Regions from separate parts of the Zea mays genome. Here region 2 is linked to region 1. The links are chromatin contacts, called in public Hi-C maps. All regions are on one chromosome and are shown on one strand. Each heading gives the region's core, a stretch centred on a gene start, on an enhancer-like site or on the middle of the called end of the contact. The rest is flanking DNA. Distances are from core to core; before and after follow the strand shown.

The links. A called contact is a pair of places that touch in the nucleus more often than the background predicts.
Region 2: a Hi-C map of leaf mesophyll shows a contact between it and region 1, with 2.2 times the contacts expected there. The contact joins the promoter of LOC100384300 here to the enhancer-like site in region 1. A contact is called at or near these places in 4 of 25 Hi-C or Micro-C datasets (bundle sheath, endosperm, leaf and 1 more).

The regions. Positions count from the first base shown.
Region 1 is chr1:152,298,638-152,304,106 of Zm-B73-REFERENCE-NAM-5.0, forward strand. No RefSeq gene overlaps it. Among protein-coding and RNA genes, the nearest start is that of LOC103639495, 51 kb to the left of the region's middle. Within about 2 kb of position 2,789, at least 20 of the 20 cell types and tissues checked have an H3K27ac peak or open chromatin away from gene starts, as enhancers often do. A contact at or near this core is called in bundle sheath, endosperm, leaf and 1 more, where this site is marked.
Region 2 is chr1:152,367,245-152,372,713 of Zm-B73-REFERENCE-NAM-5.0, forward strand. It overlaps LOC100384300, which reads right to left and starts at 2,611. Exons shown (of 3, transcript NM_001176858.1): 1 at 2,255-2,611; 2 at 2,006-2,135; 3 at 621-1,460. The coding sequence starts at 2,516. The coding sequence ends at 797.

The DNA of each region.
Region 1 (5,469 bases), core at 1,539-4,038:
ATAACGTATAACATGCTGCTATAACGCCTTTGTCATGATGTATTGATTTATCGAAGAGTGGGAATTGTAAGATAAAAATTAGGTAATTAAGAAAGTAAGCTCTAAACATAAGCAAATAAGTATAAGATCAAAGGACAGAACATTGTGTTGATCTCATTTGGTTCATTCAAGGGACCAAATTGAACGTAATAATCGCGCTCTGATCAGGGGCACAACAACCTCTATGGTTGTGGTCCCCTTATATCGCGTCCATAAATAGGGAGAGGGTTGGCACGCGAACCAACGTCAATATACAGCCTCCTCTCACATACGCATCCAGTGAGAAATCTGATCTAGTGTCATATGGGGCCAATAAAGGGAAAGATTGCCTCCGCTCATCCTCATTGTCTCGGTTCAAGCACCACTGCCCTAATGGCTTTTCCATCTAATGCTGAAGGTAAAACTTGTCTTCTATTGTATATAGTGGTTAGGGTTTTGAGCACCAGATCACTTTTTGATGTCTAACAATGGTACCAGAGCTAGTATGTTCGTGGATCTTAACCCAAGATGTCATTAGCCCTTAGGCTTTTAAGCAAATCCGAGCAAACCCCTAAGCTTTGGATTTGTCATTATAAGGTAAGAAATAGAGAGGAAAGATGGAACCCTCACTTGGTTTCCACTAACCCTAACCCTACCCCTAACCCCACCTCGAGTACACATAGAGAGGAATGGAAAAGGGTAAAATACTTATCTGGTCATAAAAGACCAGGGTAGATGGCGGCAGTGCCACTGGCCTTATGTGCCACATCGTGTCCATGGGCACTCATGGCACCACCAAGTGGCCACTCAATGGCAGTGCACTCAGCCCAAAGGAGAGTGCGCACACCGGCGAGGGGCCCTACGGGTAGTGCCATGCCTCAACCATGCTCTTTCTCACTTGAGTTAGAGGAGAACGTGGAGAAGTTTCGCTTGTGAAGGGAGAGGGAGAAGAGAACGTCGCGCCAAGGAGAAATACTAGTTAGAATTTCCCCGGTGGCAGTGAAAATCTTGCATTTTATATGATTTGGGATTGAACACAGAGGCACTATGACCATCAGATTAGCATCCAAGGGCACATGGTGACCAAGCCTACTTTTTGCCCATGTGGGGAAATGCTCTCATGACCTAGAACCATGTTGCAGCGTAGCGTTCACGTGGAGGGGGGAGGGCTGACAGGTCATCTAGACTGGATCAATATAGGCTGGATGCCCTTAAAGCATAGTGCCAACGGTAACTTTGTTTAATCTTTTTTATTTTTCTATCGTTTGTAGGAGAATAATGATGTAAATATTTGTGCACTATTTTATCTCAAGAAAAACTGAGAAAAGTTATGTTAGTGCTTACTAAGTTTTGAAGTTTAACTTTATAAAGTTTTAGCTAAGTTTTTATGTTGAATATAATTGTTTTTTCACCTCTTTAAATTATAATTGTTGGTCACTTGTTCTCAAATGATGTGAATCAAGAACAAGGCAACACATTTGCTAGGTATTAAGAACCTTCGTCTTCCGAAACATTACCTCCTCGCAGATATAATGATCATTAGACGAAGGTCATGAAGGACATGTCTGCATCATGTTATAGATAAATAAGAATACACAAGGATAAATATAATGAGTACACCTCATTAATCCATTCGTATCTGCATTCCATAAAGTATATATGAGTATTAACAAAATATATATTACATTGATACCTTCGGCTTGCTCGAAGGCACTGACGCGGGGGAGATTACAATTCAGCGTGAACAATACGGTGCTACTGTTCATCTATTTATAGGCACGGGACGCAGCCCGGGTAAAATTACATTTATGCCCCTGACATTCATCTATAATCATAACACAGATCATTGAGGACTGAGTAGTCTTTGTCTCTTTTCGGTCATCATCATACTTGGTCTTCGTCATCACATCAAACCAAAGCTCTTCGGCTATAGCTTCATCATCCATTCTTATCACCTTCGGGCTACATCTTCAACCTGATCTACGTGCTACTACGAGGTCGTGAGATCGAAAACAACTAAAGTTGTAGCTACGGTTGATAGGATAGGGTTTTCTGAAGTTTTAGATGATCAAACAGTTTGAAAGTATATTCTATATTAATTAACATAAATCATATGAAAATAATATTCTAAATAAATACATAATTCAATTATAATCTAAGTTATAACGGGAGTAGAGGTCATATTCTAGTCAAATTATAAGTATAGCCAGGTTATAAACGTAGATAGGTTAATTTTGATTAGCATGTTCAATTTACTAAACATAAATTTAAACTATATCCATAAAAAAATATGCGACATGATAAAACTAATGTTGTTATTGTGTGGAAGATGTCATTATGAAACCATCGCAATTGGAACGGAGTAAATCGGAGTTAAAACGGATGTTATATGGGCTAAACAAGATTCTAGGTTATTTAGGGTTAATTTTATACCTAAAAACGGCTTCCAGGGGTTTATATGCAAAGTATCCATTAAATTCTATTTTCTTTACAATGAGAAACAGACAGCGGATTAGTTTCCAATTTCCAGGAGGGCTCTTATGCAAAGTGTCCGATCCAGAGGGGTATCTGTGATCCCTATCCATCCGATATCCTACCGAAGGCTCAGATTAGATCTAGTTTATAGTTAACTGGTACATCAAACTGCGGCCACTCGATTTCCATCAAACGACAATGATTCGACGTCGCGAAAAGTTACTCTCTCATCTAATCGTAACTGTCGATGCACAGATCCATGACCATGGGACAATAAAGCAATGGAGGGTTATCACGACCGCACGTATCTAATCAAAGGGCCATGAGGCCATCGTCGTCCTCACCACCGCTCGGGACGGTGGTGCAGGCACCGCCGCGATGGGGGAGGTCCCTGGTGAGCACAAAGGCGACCGCCTCGAGGCATACGTCATCCGATCGACAAGCTCAATAGGAAATGGGGATCGCGAGAAAATCGGTAGGAGCTAGCTTAGCAAAAATTGAGCAGCATGGAGCTCAGGCGGCGACATATGGCAGCCTGGCGGCTGGGGAATTACTCCGACAAGAAAATTCACACCAAGCTGCAGCTTCCGACACCCGAAACGACCACGATCAAGGTCAGTGCTCCCTAGTGAAGCGCCCAGGAAACCGCAGAAGCTGCGGCGACGACGCAATCGTAAATCTACACGCGGCGGTGACACTCTTTGCCTCCCCCCGCTCGGCTCTCGGTACTCTGGTGGCGGCTTCTGTCGCGACTTCAGGGGATGAGCAGGGTCCTGGGTTGTATATATATTCCATGAAGGATTCCCTATGGGGGCGAGCAAACGGATCCTCCCGAACTCTAAGGATTTCTGTTGGTTTGTTATGTTTTTGCTCGCACATCACGATGAAGGAAGGGAGCAGGAGATCCTACCCAATACGGCCCGCCTGTCAGTGACTCCCGCGAGGCTGCATTGGGGAAGGCTGGCTAGTGGGCCCTGCATGTTAGTGTGAGGTGGGTGACACGCGTTCAGAAGTCCGGACACGACACGGTAGGTGAGGGAGAGCGGAGAGGGACTGCAAGTGGGGCCCAAACGTCGGCTTGACCTAGACGTGGAGGTGTGCAGCAGTGGGCTTTGGAGGTAGATGAGTGGGCCGGGCAAAGGGGAATTCGGTCCAGGTAAGCAGGTAGTTTTTTTATATTTTCTTTTATGTTTCCTTTACCAATCTCAATTTAGATTCAAATTCAAATATGAGTTTCAATTTCTAATCTAAATGCAACATCCAAAATCATGAAGGCAAAGTACATATTTTTATAGCCTTATATATATTTATTTCAATTATTTTGTTTCCTTTGTTTAGTTAAAGGTTCAAAGTATATTATGCCTTTTTTTTCTTTTTAGGAATAATTATTACTCTTGAGTGTGTTTGATCAAATCCCAAGTAAGAAGAAAATTAAATATTCATTACCTTACTTGTTTACGGAAAAACAATGTTTTCTCTTTTACCAAGAGCCACTTTATCTTGAATATATTTAAGGGTATTCTTTAAATTTCTTGCAGAGAATAACTTGTCCTCTCTTTTCTCTTTTATTTCCAAATTCTAAAGTTTGAAACTTAAATTTATCTCACAATTTGAATATAAATGCAAACATACAAGAACCCAGCATGGAATGCACATTCACGTATTTATTTATTTGTCATTTGGCTACTTTACTTCCTTTAGTTGACAATGCACAAAGAAAGGAAGATCAAGAAATCCTAAAAATTCTAGCAGAGAAGTATATTTATTTATTTATCCTATTAACTTTCTCTTATACCAATTTCGGGCATTACAGCAGACAAAGCTGCTAAATCGACTGATGCCGAAGCTACCGTTGCAGCCAAAGATGAAAATCTCACAACCACTCTGTCCAAAATGGACAGACTTATATCAGACGTGGTTGTGGAGAAAGAGGTAGCTGCAGTAGTTTCTGATAAGGGGAAGAAAGTTGAAGAAACCTCTTCGGAAGGAGCGAATTTCGACCTACGGCACTTGGGCGGCCAACAGCTCTTCGAAAAGGACATATCAGAGCTAAAAGAATTTGCTATCTCCTGCGGCTACCAGCCGGGGTCAATGCTCTTCGGTTGGGTCAATGAAGAAGTTGTGGGATGCATCCGCGACCGCGCTGGTGCTAAAATTATAAGCACCCTGTTCAAGAGTATTGGTTTTTCGAAGCTTGAAAAAAGACATAAGCTTCTACAGACGCCAGCACATTATAGGAAGCTTATTTTACTCGAACTTCAAAGTAAGATGCATTTTGCGAGTTACTGTTGATATCTTCATGTTGACTTAGGTATCCTAACTTTTAATTCATTTTCATAGAGTTTGTTATTAAGCAAAGCTTTAAAAATGCAACAAGATGATGAAGATAGAAAGAACGAAATTGTTGTCAAGGGTTTCAAAGATAGAATCAAAAAATTGAAGATTCTCTAAATGAAAAAGATGATTTGTTGCATTCAACCGAAGGATCACTTGCCGAAGCACAAGCGCGGAATAAGAAATTGAGCAAGGAGCTGAAAGAGGCTTAGACGCTTTTGGAAGAAAACTCTAGCCAATTCAACCGTGAAACTGAAGCTTTGAATATGACACTCAAGGTTGAGGTTGAGAAGAACCTAAAGCTCAATGAAGCTCTCAGGACTCTTAAGGAGAAATGTTTCAACTTTGCAAGCCAATGTACTGCTCGATAAAAGAGTATATTCAATTCAAATGGAGCTGCATTCGAGGAGGCTAGCCTCTCTGCCGAAGATGTCCCCAGAGCACTCGAATGTGTCGAGAAAGAGGTTGACGTCCTCGACGAAGTCATAACTGGCCATGGAGACTTCTGTGCGCTAGTGGCTTCTCGCGGTACAGCCGCCGCTTTCATAAAAGCCGGGTGTAACCACGCAAGGGCCGTTAACAGGCCAAATTTTAACCTTTCGACATCGGACCTAGTTGATATTCCAGACAAAGCTCAAAGCA
Region 2 (5,469 bases), core at 1,361-3,860, 68 kb after region 1:
TGATGCATGCAAGGACAGACGTACGGGCTGAAGTGATCGAGTCTTCGGTGCCTTATATCTTTCTATTCCTGGCGAGCTTCTCTTGCTTTCGTACGTCTTGCACATTGTGAGCAAGGCAAATATGAGTGGAGTTAGTTATCCTATCTAGTCATTTATGTCATTTAGTTGATCCATGTTTCTTTGTTGAGGACAGATATTATATTGATCTAGCTAGCTCGCAGTCTCTCTCACCACAATAATGGTGCGCACATATCTCGCATTATCTCCTCTGATTTATTTCTAAAATAATAAACATAAATGTAAATATAAATATTATCAAGAAAAATGAATCAAGGCACGTCGATGGGATTAGTTATGTATAGCCATATAGGCCTCTCCATGCATGTAGAATGCTGGTGTATATATAGAATTCTGTTAACCAGAAAAATGTTACTTGTCACAAATTATCACTGGATAGAGAAATATATTAGGAACATGAACAAGGGTCGGAAAATCAGTAATAATAATGCTCTGTCTATGCATATATATAGTTGCCCTTTTTCACTAGATAGAGGACAGGCTGACAGACCAAATATTGTTTCAACTTGCATAAACAATACCATCCTTTGCTTCCAACCTCTATAAGAATGAACTTCATTGAGAGGCAAAAAAAATATATATATAAGCGGAATACAACTATACAACAACTTGTGTATGTATATCGTATATGGCACCTGTTGTTAGAATATATGATATGTATATGTGTATCTATGTTGTCTTTAATTTGGATGGATGTGTAAGATGTAAAATTGCTCGCTCATTGCATCTTCCAAATTTCCTCCAAGGCCCAAAAGTTATCTGTAATGCTCTCGGAGAAGCCTTGCACCCAACCACTGAGCTCCATGTCCTGAAACTGGCCAGCGCCGGCACCAGCAGCCTGCACCACCGACTGATCAAGATCAGACGGCGGCGGCGGCGGCGGCGGCCACAGCCCTTGGTCGGCCTCCTGCTGCGCCGCCCAATCTCCGCCGTCCATCAGCATCTCGCCGGCGCGCAAGTTCGCGAAAAGCAGGCCTCCGTCATCGTACGACTCCGACGCGAGCGAGTCGGACGACGACGTCGCCGCCATGCCCGACGACGGCAGCGCGTGCAGCTGGCGGACGTCGTAGGCGCCCGCAGCAAGGTCGTTGGCAGCGCCGCCGGCCGCGGCAGCAGCTTGCTGCAGGTGCTGGGCCTGGTGGTGGTGCAGGACGAGGAGGCGTAGGTGGTGGTGGTGGTCTTCGTCGTCGTCGTTGGCCGCAGCGATGGTATCGACGTCGTCGGCGAGGTGCGGCATCCAGAGGTAGCGCATGGCGTCCTTGAAGCGCTTGCTGTTGGCGTCGCAGTTGAGCTGCTTGGCGTGCTTCTGCACCCGGGTCCTCCAGTAGTTCTTGATCTCGTTGTCCGTCCTTCCCGGCAGGTGCTGCGCTATCTTCGACCATCTGGAGTGGATCGGAGGGGGAAAAAGAAATCACAGGATCGAGAACGCAATTAGAGAGAATGCGAGGGATCGAACTGGAACAGCTTGGATTTGTGGAGAGAGAGAGAACGCGCGCCAAGCAAGCTAAAAGTAGAGGCGTGCAGCTTTCGTGAACAGTGCTGGAGTGAAAGCGAAAGATGTACTTGTACAATTCGCCTCTTGTGTGCGCCGTGTTGTCTTGTCATGTGCCACATCGGCCGCACTGTTATGTTATACAAATACGTACGGCTCCACGTCTATACGGTACGGGCCGGGGGATAGTTGTATATACCTGTGCACGTACGTACAAATACCATACGGTCTCGGTGCAGTGACAGGTGCATCATGTACGTGGGCAGTGGGCACTAGCTTCTATTACTACTGGACTGGAGAGCAAGCTGCCGTTTTCAACAGGGCTACCTTGCGGCCGTCCACACGATTTCCAGTCCAAAAACTCCGGCACGTGCAAGCTAAGACGACGTGTCGGTGATCGATCTCGGACTTGGGAGGAAAAAGTTGACTAATTACCGGTTGCCCCAGCGGGTGTGGAGGTCGAGGATGAGCAGCTGCTCGTCGGCGCTGAAGTTGCCACGCTTCACGTCGGGCCGGAGGTAGTTGAGCCACCGCAGCCGGCAGCTCTTGCCCGTCCGCTTCAGCCCTGCATGCATGCATGGCGCATATCAAGATCAGCCATCAGAAACGTACGATTGGGAGACGGAGATCGAGGTGATGAACTGATGATGACCGGCCGGCCGGTTTGGTGGGTTAACGACATACCGGCGGCGCGGGCGAGGTTGTTCCAGCGACCCTCGCCGTTGTCGGCGATGTAGTTGACGAGGGTGAGGTCCTCGTCTACCGTCCAGGGGCCACGCCGGAGCTCCGGCTTATTATTGTCGTTCTCAGCCTCCTCCTGCGCTCCTCCCTTCAGCTGGTGGCTGTGGTGGCCGTGCTCCTCGTCGACCGCTACGGCGGCCGGGAAGCAAGCAGCAGCCTTGCTGCAGGCGCTGCTCCTGCTCTGACAGCTCTGTGTCGTGGCCATGCTAACTGCGATCGACTGAAACAGGAATTGGTTGTGAGGCTGGGAAAAAGAGGGCGTTGAGGCCGGTATCGGTATGATGAGAAGATCTAGAGAAGATGATCAGTTAGTGGGAGAGGTATCGCAATTCCTCAGTCCTTTTATAGGCTAAGATGCGAGGAGAGAGTAAAGCATGTGAGGGAATTTATTAGTCTGTGTTCTGAAGGTGAAAGAGGGCAAGCTAGGTTGCCTTTTTAGTCAACTCTAGTTCAACTCGAACTACTCATATATTATTGGTCTTGATTAGTCCTCTCCTTATCAAATAAAGCAATTCTCTCACCAGTTTATTAGTTTTATTTCCAACCAATGAACCAGACAAGAAGCCAACTTGAGCCTGCCAGACACTTGACTACCCGGCATGGAATCTCAACCCCGGACAATCAAAATCCAATGTCTAGGGGTGCTGCCTGCCTCGGGCAGCTGTCTCACTGTGCAAACCAAACAAGTCCTCTACCCTTTCTCACATGTGCCTAGAAGGTCACAGTGGCAGAGTGCTCCTCTACCCTTTCTCGCTTTTTTTATAAGATACATTCTAGGGAAAAATATTTGCAGCCCAGCTGCAAACACAGGCTACTGCACAGCCCCTCACATAACAGCGTGGCTAAACGGGTGGCACTAGTAAAGAACGCAAATCAGGTACATGCTCGTCGCAAACAGGTGGTTTTCCCACTGGTTATCTGAGGAGATATAGAGGACTAGGTTTACCATCAGTGGGAATTTGGTAGTTAAGCAAAGGACAAAACAAAATGCAAACACATGTTTGATATGTGTTCACGGTATTCAAGTGTAAATAGTGATTATCAAAGAGATGATCAACTTTGGTTGTGCTTTTTGACTAATAAAAATTTCTAGATCCTAGTTAGTTTTGATGATTAATGACAATGTAAGACTATTACGACTAACATTTCTTTTGTAGAAATAACTTAAGTGATGTCATATTAATGCAAGATGGTTGGGCTTATATGGAGTTCAAGTTCTTTTTGACGAAAATTAATGGTCGTTTTAAAGGATGATGAAGAAGTTTAAGGATTGGATAGTTCTAAGTATCAATGAAGTTGTTGGACACTTAGAGTAGTGATATGGCCTTTTTCCTTTAATCCATACAATAAAAGAGGCATGAAACGAGTAGTTTGACGTAGTGAGTATAGCTAGGTATGTTGGTGCCCGTTTGGATCATTGGAATTGAATTCCATTCTAATAATAGTAATTCAGGCATATATCAATTAAACTAATTTGATTTTATGCAAAAATATATTTGTATACTATTATTAGCAAGATGTCGGAGATATTTATGTGCTACATTTTTACTATAGAGGATTGAGACGAAGAATGTCATGTAAGTTACAGAGTAGAAACAAATTCTACTAATGCATAAAATCATTTCTCATCTTCCACCCCATGAATTTGAGATATGCTTATATCTGAACTTTGGAAAGTCATGGAATGTTAGATTCCAAACTAAATAAGTTACTTTATTGAGTTAATTCCAATTCCTCTAAAATGAAGGGATCCAAACGCCGAGTAAAAGAAAATGTAATTCGAAAAGTGATTGAAATGAGTAAATTGGTAACTATATAGTAGCACCGGACAAAACATTGATAAGAGTGTGTCATGTAGTTTATAAGAGGAACACTGACATATCTAATGTGCATTGGATAAGGTGCACTATATAGGACACTCAAAGCTTGCATAAGTGACCTCGGACATTTTGTGTGCAAGGAATGTGTCCGATGTACCACTAGATATTGCACTAGACAATATAATTATAGAGTACTTAAACTATTTCTGAGAGGTCAAGTACTTACAAAACATATTCGTTACGACACTGGGAAAGATAAATAGAGAGGTTTGCAATTGTGTATCTCAGGACTTAGTAATGACTAGTTTTAGAAACTAGTCATTAGGAAGGCACTTACGTATCCAATGTAGTGGTTTGATGAGCACCAGATCTGTATGGTGCTCCCAACTATGCTGAGTGAAGGTGTAATGGCTAGTTTCACCCATTAGGGATATTTACACCACCTAACACATCCATTCGAGGTGTCTTCTTGCCCCTTTCAATAGCTGAAACATTCACTTGAGAATAAGGAAAATGCTTTGCATAATGATCAACTTGAAAGTTTGTAATTGCATGATTAGCAGCCTCAATATTGCATAGCAAGTGACTTATGTGCAACCACCACCTCATTAGACTTGGTATGGTCTAGCGAGAATTAGTACTAGTTATTTTTGGTGATCAGTATCACCTAGATAGCTAAGTGGCAATCAGGGGTGAGGTGATCATTTGAAGAACTTGTGGGTGACCTGACTCGAGCTTGTACATGGCAGTGAATGATTCATTGTGCCGGAGTAGCGAATAACTAGCTCTTAGAGAGCACTTAGGGCATGTTTGGTGTGGCGCCTATGCCGCGCCTAACCCGCGGCGGCCAAATCGGCCACCACACCTGCGGCTTGAAAAGTGTGGCGCGGTGTGGCGGCCTAGGCGCCACACCAAATATGCCCATAGTCCTTCTGCAGACCAAGGGGGAGCAACACCATTGCGTTGGTGCTCCAACATGGATTAGTAGGAAGTTTCGACACTTTGGGACCTCGACAAAACATCGAGGAGTCTTCTAATCCCTTACTTCAAATATTTACATTTGAGGAATTCAATTCAAGCATTTACATTCTTAGAATTGTTATGCTAGTATAGGATTGGAAATTAGAGTGCAATTTTTTATCACATCATTAGGCACTTGGAAGTTGACCTTGTGTTTAGGATTTAAATTATGCAAGAAAATTTATAGAAGTCCAATTCATCCTATTTTGGGAATTTTGATTCTTTCAATTGGTATCAGAGCTTCATGCTCAATAGTTAGGCTTAACCACCTTGAGTTAACATGTCCGGTGGAGATGAACCGCCTCCCGTCTTTGAGGG